3 separate regions of the Sus scrofa genome follow, and regions 1 and 3 are each linked to region 2. Evidence: chromatin contacts called from public Hi-C and HiChIP or PLAC-seq data. All regions are on one chromosome and are shown on one strand. Each heading gives the region's core, a stretch centred on a gene start, on an enhancer-like site or on the middle of the called end of the contact. The rest is flanking DNA. Distances are from core to core; before and after follow the strand shown. Region 1 holds the start of BUB1B (mitotic checkpoint serine/threonine-protein kinase BUB1 beta). Region 2 holds the start of BMF (bcl-2-modifying factor). Region 3 holds the start of SRP14 (signal recognition particle 14 kDa protein).

Evidence for each region. Hi-C and Micro-C count contacts between places; a contact is called where the count stands out from the background. HiChIP or PLAC-seq counts read pairs in DNA pulled down with a chosen protein or histone mark.
Region 1: a Hi-C map of epiblast stem cells shows a contact between it and region 2, with 3 times the contacts expected there. The contact joins the promoter of BUB1B here to the promoter of BMF in region 2. A contact is called at or near these places in 1 of 5 promoter capture datasets (liver), 2 of 47 Hi-C or Micro-C datasets (embryonic fibroblasts and epiblast stem cells) and 2 of 2 datasets of contacts at active chromatin or transcription factors (alveolar macrophages and skeletal muscle).
Region 3: an H3K27ac HiChIP or PLAC-seq map of skeletal muscle shows a contact between it and region 2. The contact joins the promoter of SRP14 here to the promoter of BMF in region 2. A contact is called at or near these places in 2 of 5 promoter capture datasets (fetal skeletal muscle and liver), 14 of 47 Hi-C or Micro-C datasets (adipocytes, alveolar macrophages, blood and 7 more) and 2 of 2 datasets of contacts at active chromatin or transcription factors (alveolar macrophages and skeletal muscle).

What each region holds. Positions count from the first base shown.
Region 1 is chr1:131,141,805-131,145,871 of Sscrofa11.1, forward strand. It overlaps BUB1B (mitotic checkpoint serine/threonine-protein kinase BUB1 beta), which reads right to left and starts at 2,036. Exons shown (of 23, transcript XM_021097818.1): 1 at 1,756-2,036. The coding sequence starts at 1,790.
Region 2 is chr1:131,176,384-131,180,547 of Sscrofa11.1, forward strand. BMF (bcl-2-modifying factor) reads left to right here and starts at 1,638. Exons shown (of 5, transcript XM_021097837.1): 1 at 1,638-2,046; 2 at 2,430-2,556; 3 at 3,992-4,164.
Region 3 is chr1:131,239,585-131,243,596 of Sscrofa11.1, forward strand. SRP14 (signal recognition particle 14 kDa protein) reads left to right here and starts at 1,977. Exons shown (of 5, transcript XM_003121602.6): 1 at 1,977-2,117; 2 at 2,267-2,339; 3 at 2,841-2,953. The coding sequence starts at 2,094.

The DNA of each region.
Region 1 (4,067 bases), core at 786-3,285, 34 kb before region 2:
AGGATCTAACACTAGTAAGAACTGATTAAGTATTTCTTGTGTTCATCTGGATTTCCCTTGTTCTTAAAATGAAACTACTTCTGTTAAATGTCCAAAACTGAGCCGGGACTGCTTCCTCCCTCCCTCCTCCTCTTGCCTCCTCAAAGACCTGCTCCTTCCCTCATATCAAATAAATGGCAATTTCATTTTTCAGCTGCTCAAGTCAAAATCTTAATGCCATCCTCAACACCCCTCCTGCGGCCCTCTTCCTCAGTCACTCAGCAAGTCCTGTTGGCTCTACCTTCAAAACTTATTCAGAAATCAACCTCATCTCACCATCTCTACAGTTTCCAGCCTAGCTCAAGCCACCATCTCCTCTCTTGCCTGGATTATTTCATTAACTTCTAAATTGGTCTCTCTGCTTCCATTCTTGTCTACCTTTCTTTAGTCTTTTTAACACCGCAGCCAAAGTGATCCCATTTAAACTAATATCAGATCATGTCTTTCCTCTCCTCTGCTCAAAACCTTCCAATAACTTTCATGAAGTTCCTGTTGTGGCTCAGTGGTAATGAACCTGACTAGAATCCATGAGGACTCGGGTTTGATCCCTGGCCTCACTCAGCGGGTTAAGGATCTGGCCTTGCTGTGGCATAGGCCGGCAGCTGCAGCTCTGATTTGACCCCTAGCCTGGGAACTTCCAAATGCCACAGATGTGGCTCTTAAAAAACAAAACAAAACACAAAAACAACCTGCCAATAATTTTCAACTACGCAGTAAAAGCCAGGTCCTTACAAAGCCTGAATCCTTATCTTTATAATTTCATTTCCTTTTACTTTCTGGTTCATTTTCCTCCAGCAACTCACCCAGTGCACCTCCCTCCCCCAACTCTACCCTCCAGCCTTTGTACTTCCCCCAGGTATATGCATGACTAGGCCTTGAGTTTCCTTCAAGTCTTGACCAAATGATACTTTCTCAGTGAGAGAAGGGTCAAAATTGAGCCAACCCTCCTCCCCACTTTTTTTTTTTTTAAAGTACTGACCACCATCTAACTTTTAGTTTATTTATCTTGTTTATTGTCTGTTGCCCCTACCCTCAACCTGCCCCAGAACTTCAATTTTCATGAGGGTAGGGATTTTTCTGTCTTTTGTAATATCTGTGGCACCTAGCACTTAGCAGGTGGTTAACAAATATTTCCTGCATGAATTAACGAGCTCGTGAAATGGCGTTTATCTAAGTACTGTGTACCCCTCTACTGAAAATGCACATAGAAACCCAACCCTGAAGAACTGATAATGTGTATAAATAAGGAAGGGCATTTTAGATTTCTAACTAAGCTACCAGCTTAATTATAACGTCTACAGTTTGCTGAGCCCTTAATTGGAGGTAGTCACATTACTAATACTTGAATTCTCCCAGAACCTGGCATGGTAGCTTTAATATCATCATTTCCATATTAAGACGTGACCAAGGTCAAACAGCTAGCATATGGCTGGGCTGAGATACAAACACAAACAACACTACACATTCTATGCGCTTTGGACCGCTGGTGTCCCGCAGCCTCCTTGGCTTTGAAGGTGGATGCAGCAGGATTCTCATGCGCCCTGCACCCCACTGAGGTCGGTGCTAACCCTGCGCCTTCACCTTCGTCCCTTGCGTCCGAATTCAGCCGGAGGGAGGCTCCGGCCGGGCCTGTTCTCCAGACCGTGCCGGTGTCACCTGCTAGGCACCCGCGGGGCTCGCAGGCTCGGCTCCCAGCCGCCCTTCTCCGGTACCCACCTCGGAACACCGCTTCCCTTCTGCATCGCCGCCATCCTGCATTCCCGGCTCAGGACCTCGAACTGCCGTGGGCCTTTCCTCTGAGGCACAGACCTCCTGGGCCTCCTTCTGCAACCTGCCCTTTGAGGTACTTAAGCGACCGGAGTGCCCCCAGACGAAACCACACACCAGACCCCCTCACAAACCAGCTACCTCAAGCCCTCACGCCCAGCCGCCAACTTTCAAATTTAACGGTCCCGCGCAGACGACGTGCCACGCCCCTCCGCTCCTCTGCGCTCGCGCCTCTCACCCAAGGAATTCTGGGACTTGTAATTTATCCTGACTTTGGGCCCGCGGTCGCGGTGCATAATGGGAGTCGTAGTTTCTGAAGACTCTGGCTGTCCAGGTGCCGCGACCTTAAGAGGTGTAAATTCTCTGCAGGTGCTCTCCGCGTCCCGGCTCTAGAGCTAATCTTTGCGCCGTGAGGGACATTTGAAGCACTAGGATTTATCCGATGTCTTCAGTATAGTGAGATATTTTTGAGTGCGTGCGCTTAGCCTGACTCTTTTTTGGGGTGGCTGGCCAGGCTATGACCACACACTGCTGTCTGCCCCAAGTCTCGCATGTGTCTAGAGTTCTTAGGCGGCTCTGACCCAGCTGTTTCCTGCCCAACGCTTGAACTGAGAAAAGCTGGATTCTTGTTCTGTAAAAGCCGTGTGAAATGAGCAACTTTAAGCAAGTCACGTAATCTCTCTGACCTTCAATTTGTCTCATCCATAATGAGATGGGAGTGCCTTTATTCCTCCGCTGGACAGTCCCACGCAGAAAAATCAGCTGTGCCACGGCTCTCAAGGTTTTGCCTCTTTTCCCTTCCAGCAGACTAGCTTCGACAGACATTCTTAGTCTCAGTTGATTTCCTGAGGAAGAAACTATGATGGGATCAGATGTGACCAGGGGAGCAGCGACTTTTGAACAAGTCCAGCTACACAGGAGTCCTGAGAGGCTTCCAAGAGCCCCTAATAGCTCAAGCACACTATGAATCCCTGAGAGAGGGGGTGTATTCCTTTTCTAATGCTGCTCTACTAAGCTACTATAAACTTAGTTGCTTAAAACCACACAAATTTTCTACCTTCCAATTTGGTAGGTGAGAAATTTGACTCTAGTCTTACTGGGCTAAACAAGTGTTAGCAGGACTGTGTTTTTTGAGGCCTTTCAAAACAATTTGTTTACTTTTTTCCCTAGTTTTTACAGACATCCGCAGGTATTCCTTAGCTTGTGTCCCCCTTCCTCCATCTTCAAAGCCAATAACCTAGCATCTCCCTGACCCAGCTTCTGTTATTGTGTCTCTTTCACTGGGTGCAGTCAAGGAAAATCTCTCTGCTTTGAGGGCTCATGTAATTATACTGGGCCCATCCACATAATCCAGGATGACCTTTCATCTCAAGGTCCTGAAGCTTAATCACATCTGCCAAGTTTCTTTTGCCCCGTAAGGTGACATATTCACAGGTTCTGTGGATTAAGACATGGATGTCTTTGGGGGCCAATATTCTGCCTACTACAGGGGGTGCTAAAATATGTTGTCATCTCTAAACTTATTTGACCATAAAGAAACCTTTTCACGCATCTTTCAGAGCAGATTTTGGGCTCTTTGTATTTCCATAGTAAGTCCCAGGAGAAGAAAATTCATAACGGAAAAAAATCTTAATTGTGGAATTTCAGGTGCAGTGGCAACTGGTAGCAGTTGGGGACTGGGAAGCCTCTCATTTTCACCCACGTACATGCAAAGCCCTACCTATCTGCATCAGTGGCTGTTAGAGGGATTTAGTTAGAAAATCTATGATCTCTTGCTTGGTCTTGTGGAGATGTGTGTGTTCTTGATTGTCAAAGGCTAATTTCCCTCAACTTTGCATTCATGGATTATACAAAATCCTACTTTAGCAGGCCAAAGACTGCAAAGATGAAAACCTCAGGGTCTCCAGGGAACCCTTGGACGAACTGCTTGTTTACTGTGCAACCACAAGAAGAGGGAGGGACTATGTTGGGGTGGGAGGAAGGTCAAGAGAGACCTAATGGGGGTGTATATTCAGGGCCTGAAGGAGACCACATCTGGCAAAGCAGCATCACCATGCTGGCTTTTACCCCAGCAACAGATCAGCCAATCAGAGTAGCAGCTGCATCTTGTATTTACCAGTGATGAGGTGTCTTGAGGTGGAAGAACCAATGAGAAGGAGGCATAATAATCCAAACCATCTTGTGTTGCCAAGAGGAAGGGAGGTGAAGGGTGAAAAGATGCATTAGCCCCGGGGCTGGGGGCTATTGGCTGCTGCCTGGTT
Region 2 (4,164 bases), core at 388-2,887:
TAGGAAAAGGGTACAAGGAAACTTCAGCTCCTCTGGGCTAACACTCCAGAGAGAGAGCTTGGTGGGCAGAGCACCGCCAGTCCCCACTGTCCCCTGGGTCAGGCCCTATCATCAATCACCTAATCTGTTGCAGGGACTGGCTCCCTCTTACTGATTTCTGGCCTCTTTATTTATCTTTCCTAAAATCCAGACTTGGTCAAGTCACCCATCTCCTATGAAATCTTTGCTGACTCCCCTTTGCCTCCAGAATAAAGTGCAGATTCCCCAGCCTGCCATTCCAGGGACTGCTCTGTAACATGATCTGAACCTCTCTGCCCATGCCCATCCTTCCTAAACCACCCCCACCTCACCCCCCAACCCTTGCCACCCGTGTGCACCCAATGATCCTGGATCCTGCCCTCCTGTCTGTCCTTGCTCCCTGGACAAGTTCTCAACTCCAGTTCAGCAGTTTATTCTGCTCATGCTAAGTCAGCTTGGGCTATTTGTTTTTCCGGCTTTCCTTATTGAAAAATTGCCCCTCCTTCAAGATCCAACTCAAAATCACCTCACTGAAACCTTCCCCAGTCTTTGCAACTGGAATTTTTCTGCTTTCCCAGCAGTTTTTATCCCTGGAATTCACACATTTCATGTTGCTTTCCATTATTTTCCAGTCTACTTCTCCAGGTAGATTGTAAGCTCCCTGAGGGGAGGCACCTAGCCCAGTACCTGACACAATGTAGGCTTGATAAATGTTTGTGAAATAGCTCATAGATTCCCTTACCATAGTATGTAGACTACAGGAAGCAGTTGATTTCCTTGCAGTACCAGTACATATCTGGATGCTGCCATAAACAGGACCTGTGTCAACTGCCTAGGCATCGCCTGTATTCTTGATCTCTCCTCTCCTCAGCCAGATGTTTATTTTGTTAAGAGTCCATGCCCAGTCAAGAAGAAGACATGAGGGTTCCTTCGGATGTGTTTTATATAAATGTCACTCAGTAGCAGTGTCAGAGACACCTGTTCTCAAGCTTCCTACGGCTTGGGGCCTGGAATTTTCTTCTTCTTCTTCTTCTTTTTTTTTTTTTTTGTCTTTTGTCTTTTTATGGCCGTCAAGTTGGAGCTATAGCTGCTGGCCTACACCGCAGCTCATGGCAATACTGGATCCTTAACCCACTGAGCAAGGCCAGGGATCAAACCCTCATTCTCACAGATATTAGTCGGGTTCGTTAACCACTGAGCCATGATGGGAACTCTTTTTTTCTTTCTTTTTTTCTGGTCTTTTTAGGGACACACCTGTGGCATGTGGAAGTTCCCAGGCCAGGCCTACGCCACAGCAGTGTTGGATGGGAGCCAGAGTCGCGTCTGCGACCTACACCACAGCTCACCGCAACACCGTTTAACCCACTGAGTGAGGCCAGAGATCCAAGCCGCGGCCTCATGGACGTGGATACTAGTCGCGTTCCATACCGCTGAGCCATAAGGGGAACGCCTGGAGTTTTCTTCTGACCAGCAGGCAGGAGGACGCTTTGCCACCAGTGGCCAAAATCCACAGGGACCACCAGCATCCTGCACCCACCAAGGCCTCCAGCTGTGTCTAAAACCTCCCCTCCTCCTCCTTCCCCTCCCTTTCAGGACGCGCCAAAAATGTTCAGCGCATTCCCTTGAAAGAGAAGGCAAAAGCCACTTTGGCGCCCTCTACTCAAGGACTCGCGGGTGCTTCCCGAACCTGCATTAGGAACCGAATCTGCGCGGGCGACCGCGCTCCAACTGCGTTTCTGGAGGAGGTCGGAATTTGGCTCGGTCCCTTGTAGTGTTTCCAAGGAAAGTTTCGTATATTCGTGACTGTCCCTGGCAGACGCCCAGCCCAGGACTTGGGGCTCCACTCGCCATTGGCCAGCTGTCGGTGTGACGCGTGGGAGGCGGGGCCTCATCAGCTGTTTGCGGGATGCCCCGAGCGGGCGTATTTTGGAAACAATACCGCGAGGTGCTGAGTGGCCTCCTCCTGCGCCCGCCCGCCCGCTGCTGCCGCCGCCCCTGTCCGCGCCTCTCGCCTCCCGCCACAACCCGGTGAGCGCCCGGGCGACCGGGGGCCGGGCAGAGTTGGACCGCACCTCCTTGGGGAAGTGGGGAGAGGATCGCGCTGCGCATGAGGGCCGGAGAAGGGTTGGGCTTCGGGCATCTGGGGTGACCATGGACTGGGGCGCTGGGGTGCGGGAATAGGGGTGCAGAACCCATTTGTAGATGCGCTGCTCCACGAAGGAACTTGGGGGTAGTAGCATTTGAGACTCCAAGGAGTTGAGTCCAGGTGGGCAGGGGAACCTGCGGTGCACGGCAGAGCAGACCTGGGCGTCCGAGAACGGCCCGGCCTCTGGATCTGACTATGGGGTAGGGCAGGGAGTTGTGGGACGTCCTGTACCCTTGCGGAGTCTGAAGACTCCTCTCCTTAACAGCTGGGCTTTCCCTTCCTTCCCAATTGAGTTTGGGCGCCAAGCCCCCGAGTGCTCGTCACGCTGGACCCTGGCGCGGAGCCCTGGCATCACGACTCGGAGGCCGAGACTCTCTCCTGGAGTCACCCAGGTCTGCTGTGTGTTGTGTGAATGCATGAGTATGTGTGTGTGCATTCCCAGATTTTAGCCCTTGTTGGAGATTCAGAATGTCTGGCTACTGCTTTCTGTTGGGAGGAGTCCGAATTCAGCACCCCTGTTAAGAGTACTAAGGGCTGGGCTCCTGCAGCCTTTAGGTCCCCTTGCTAGGAATAAAGCCTCCTCTGGTAGTGCTCTTAGGAAGTCCTCTCCTCCACTTTGGACACCCCACTTCAGCTCAGAGGAAGGGGAGGAGAGGGGTCTCTTTACTGTACCCCAGTTTACACCTGACTTTTTCTAGCACCCCTGCGGAGGCTCCCACCTGCAGAAGAGCCACCTGCAGTTCCTGTGGAGAGTGGGAAGGGTCCCCCCCCACGCTTGCCGGGCCACACCCTCTGGCTGCACCTCCCCCATTGTCCAGCCCATGCCAGGGTTGAACTTTGGGGCTTTGCTGGGAGGTGTTGGGGGAGGTGATAGTCTTCAAAGGAAAACTGCAGACAATGAGTCCTGCTTGTGATTCGCTTTGGAGGGCCCCATCTTAGCTTGGGATAGCCTTGCAGAGAGGAGGTGGAAGGGCAGAAGGGGAAGCCCCTGCCAGGTGACTGGCTGGACAGCCTTTGGTCCTTTCAGAGGGAAACCCTGTTTTCTGGTACCAATAAGCTGGAGATCTCTCACCTCCTTTTGGGAAGTGCAAAGAATACCATGTGTCTGTTTTGCCCTCTTTCTCCAGGAAAGAGGGCAGAGATGGGACCATAGATAGCTAAGGACAAGATTGGATGGAGGGAGGGTTGGAGCAAGCACCCCAGAGAGCTTGCATTTGAGAAAGCCAAGATTTGCAAATTGAACTGAGATTTCTTTAAGTACTTTAGCAACCCACAGACCATTTGGCTTGTTCTTCAAAGGCAAAAGACTGGGGATAGAATTAAATCTGGCAGTGACAAACATTGTCTCTCTGTACCCTTAATTGTTCAGGTGGTTGCTTTTCTGACTGCCCCAGGGACCCTAAGGGGTTCCTGGTGTGTGTTTATAGGGGGTTGGCTTGGGAACTTCAGATGCTGTGTGGCTCCAAGCTGAGACTTCCAAGAGCCATCAGGTGGAGCAAGTGGAACTTCTTTATCACCAAGAAACTCCTATCAACAACCTGAGTAGTTTGGGCAGCGAGTGAGGTCACAGAGAGAGGGCTGAATTTCACTTCCTTCTGTGAGGCAGGTTGTACCAAGCTCAGGTTCAGCACTGGCAGGAATGGTAGGCTATGGGGAGAGATTTGAAGTCATGAAGACTAGTGAGTAGCCTGAACTGGAGGAGGCTAGCCACTTTGCTGGCTGCTGGACCTCCCCTTTAAGGCTAAGCTGTGGTGGGCAGACAGCTCTACTCTGCTGAGAGGGCAGCTGCAATGACTAACTTGGGTTTTTCTCCCCTCTCTCTCCCAGGACACACTCTTACCACATCGTGGAGCCTGTTTGTTGTGTTGAGCAAGCAGGGGGTGGAGACTAGCGTCTTGGGCGGGGCTTAGCCCGTTTGGAGGGAACCTGGCCGCCCTGGGATTGCTGGCTTTTGTTTTTGCTTCCGAGCCTGGAGCTCAGCTCAGACTCAGATGAGAGCT
Region 3 (4,012 bases), core at 727-3,226, 64 kb after region 2:
TTCTTAAAAAGCTGGGCAGGAGGATCAAAGTCGGTAGAAGGAGATGTGACAATGGAAGCAAGGGGCATGGGTCAAGGAATGCAGGTAGCTTCTAGAAGGGTGGGGAAACAGATTTCCCCTTGAAGCTTCCAGGAATTCAGCCCTGTAGACACAGTGATTTTAGATTTCTGAACTTCAGGCCTGTAAAAGAATAAACTCATGTTGTCTGAAGTCACTAAATTTCTGCCATTTTGTTACAGCAGCAATATGATGCTAATCCAACCCTCTCATCATCTCCCCATTTCTTGCCTTGTCTCTCTACAGAGCCTTCTCCATACCACAGACAGGGGAGAATTTTTAAAAAAATGTAAATTAGATTGTCACTGCTCTGTTTAAAACTTTCTTAATGAGAGACTTTATTTGTATTGGGAACAAAATCTGAATTTTCCACGACCATAGGCCCTATATAAGTTGGTCACTGGCTTCATCTCTAAGCTCTCCATACTGTCCCTTCTCCCCACCTTCCACATGGGGGCTCCACTCCCAGCCACTCCTCAGCATTGTGGACACAGGGCAGCTTGTTTCCCCTTTGGGGCCTTTGTTCTAGCCATTCACTGTGTCTGAAACACTCTGTCCCCTGATCTTTTTGAATGGCTGGTCCTTTTAGCTTTCAGCTCAGAGTTCTCCTCAGTGGGATTTCTCTGACCCCCAACCTAAAGTTGTCCCCTTGTCACTCTTATTTGTATCATCCCCTTTAGTTATCTTCACAGCACTCATTATCTGAAGCTATACTTCTTATTATTTCCTCCTTATTTCTTTAACCCAAGAAATTTGTCCTATGTCCTGCTATAGCCCTAACTCCCTGGCACAGGCTGAGATACCCTCAGTGAAAACCCGGTTGCATGAGTTCAGCTTGCCTTTACCAAGGTCTAAGGGTTCAAGCTGACTACTGGCAGAGCAGGGCCTAGACCCCAGGTTTCCTCACTGAGCCCAGAGGTGAACTAAGATATGGCTCCAGGCGCTCTTGAGACAGGCAGGAACCTGGGACCCTTTGCTGTAGCGGCTGCAATGCTTGCACCTAGACAAACATGTCCTCCAGCAGGAGAATACAAAGAAACTATAAGGCACTAAAAATATCGGCCGTTTGGGGCAAATTATGGGCAGGAAGATACGAAAAGTCTAAAAACCCAACTGCCACTTCTGAAGAGCTAAAAGCAAAAGCAGGGTGTTGGAAGCAAAAGCGGGAGTTCCCCCCGTAGCTCAGTGGTTAATGAACCCAACTAGGATCCATGAGGATAAGGGTTCGATCCCTGGCCTTGCTCAGTGGGTTGAAGATCTGGCGTTGGCATGAGCTGTGGTGTAGGTCACAGAGGAGCTCGGCTCCCAAGTTACTGTGGCTGTAGTGTAGCTCCGATTAGACTCCTAGCCTGGGAACCTCCACATGCCTCGGGTGCGGCCCTAAAAAGACAAAAAGACATCCCTCGCCCAAAAAAGCACAAAAGCAAAGTATTAGGCATGCCCTCTGCACACCACCACCAAAGCTACTCCTCTGGCCCAACCTCCACCCCTGGACCTGCCCTTACAAGAACCCCGGGATGGTAGCAGTCTTGCTAGAGCTGGGGCCGCCCAGCCTGGTCAGAGAAGGAGAGTTCAGTGGACCGCCAAGGAATTTATTCTAATGAAACAGCTAACGGTGCAAACATTCTATGCCTCAGGCACTGTTGGAGGGATTTAATAGGAGTTCATTTACTCTTCACAACCAACTAAAAGGTGGTTACTATTATAAGGTGAGGAAATTGAAGCATCAAATTGTCAGGTAAACTCGACCAACATACAGTTGAACGTACACAACTAGGTTTCCCTCGAACCTTTCCCACGCCCTCGCTCTCCCTCCCACTGCTTGTGTGAAATCCCGCACAGCCCGCGAGCTTCCAAAGGACAAGCGGGGGCGTCTCAGAGCGCAGGCGCGGGGTGGGTGAGGCGGGGAAAAGGTGGAAGCAGGGATTGGGTAGAAGAGAGCAGAAAAATAGCGGAAGTCCCGCCCAGCCAGGGTGGAACTTCCGGTTCCGACTGCTTGGGGCTTGTGCTGACTGAGCGGAGCCCGCAGTGCCGGTATGGTGCTACTGGAGAGTGAGCAGGTATGGCGAGAGCTGGCTGGTCTAGGGGCCGAGGGGCCGATGCGGTTCGGGGCTTACTTGGGACCTGTTTCCGTTGGTGGGAGGTTCTGGGACTTGGCCATGCGAGAAGGGGGTTTGGGCCTAACGGGGCCGGGCTTGTTGTGTTCCAGTTCCTGACGGAGCTGACGAGGCTCTTCCAGAAGTGCCGGTTGTCGGGCAGCGTCTTCATCACCCTGAAGAAATGTAAGAAGCTATGGACGGAGCAAGGCCGGGAAGGAGCTAGAAGGCCGAGCGTTTCCCTGGTCCGGGGGCCCAATTACTGGGAGCCACAGACGGAATCTGTCTGCCGTGCATCCCTGCCTTCCCCCCAACCTTGTGCTGGGCACATCCAGAGCTGACGGGCCGGAGTATTAGGGATTGTGGCTGATGCGGTCCCCAGCACTTAGTCACCTGAGTGAGGCTGTCCCAGTGAGTCCAAGCATTTCAGGCCTTTTTGTCAAGGATCCCAAAACTCCTCTACAGTTAGTGAGATTTAATCTGCTTTGATATTACAGTGTTCCCATCGTGGAAGTAGCACATAGATTCTCAAGGTAGCAATGCCGAGAGTGATGGCAGATACGTAGTTAACAGGACTAGATCACTGGAGGGGGATTAGGTTATCTTTTGTATCCCTTCCCTACTTATTAGCTTTTTGTCTGTTAACAACGTTGTGGCTGTGTTTACCAGGATACATTTTTCACGCAGATGATGGTCGAACTAAACCCATTCCAAGGAAAGGTTCTGTGGAGGGATTTGAGCCCGCGGACAACAAGTGTCTATTAAGAGCTACTGATGGGAAAAAGAAGATCAGCACTGTGGTGAGTTGGATTCCTAACACTCCTGATTTTGTAGGTTAAAGACTTGAACTTAAGTTAGGGTTATCAGAACCAGGTTTTTTGTTGTTTTTTGTTTTAAACTATTAAATAAAGCCTAGTTTGTAGCTCCCCACCTGTTTTGGAATCAGGGTCTTCTTTTATTACCTTAGTAGTAGAAAACTCAAGAGCAAAATTAAAATGAAGAAAGTAAAAGTCAAACGCTTGTCAGAGTAAAATTAGCGTATTGGTCCTTATAGTATCAATGTAAGGAGCAGTTGACATATTTGATTCCTTGTTCCTGTACTGTTCCTGCCTTCAATGAACAGTTTCTTGGTACCAAATGATGCTTTTTTTTGCTTTTTAGGGCCACACCCGTGGCATATGGAGGTTCCCAGGCTAGGGGTCGAATTGGAGCTGTAGCAGCTGGCCTACTGCCACAGCCACAGCAACACCAGATCTGAGCCATGTCTGTGACCTACATCACAGCTCACGGCAACACTGGATCCTTAACCCAACCCACTGAGTGAGGCCAGGGATCGAACACGCAACCTTATGGTTCCTAGTCAGATTCGTTTCCACTGTGCCTCAATGGGAGCTCCCCAAATGATGCTTTTACTTTTAAGCTGATTATTCCCTTATTGTTGTGGTTCAGGTACCAAACATGTATTATGTTAGGTTTCATATTTGAGAGCCTATAATTTATTTATTTGTTTTTGGTCACACCCACAGAAATTTCCTGATCAGGGATCGAACCTCTGCCACAGTGGCAACCAGAGCCACAGCAGTGACAATGCCTGTTCCTTAACCCGCCAAGCCACCAGGGAGTTCTGAGAGCATATAACTTAGTCAAGAGTCCTCATGTTACCTTTCAGGGTGGAGGTTGAATATATAGCAAAGCAAGAGACTCCTTGGATTCCAAATGAATACTCTTTATTCTGCTGGCACTGAACCACACTGCCCTCTGGTCACATTGACGTAGGATATTTGTGAGAGTTTAGGCCATAATTAGTTGTTAAGTCCCTCTTTATCAGTTTTCTTGAGAAGACTTTTATGAAAAGCCAT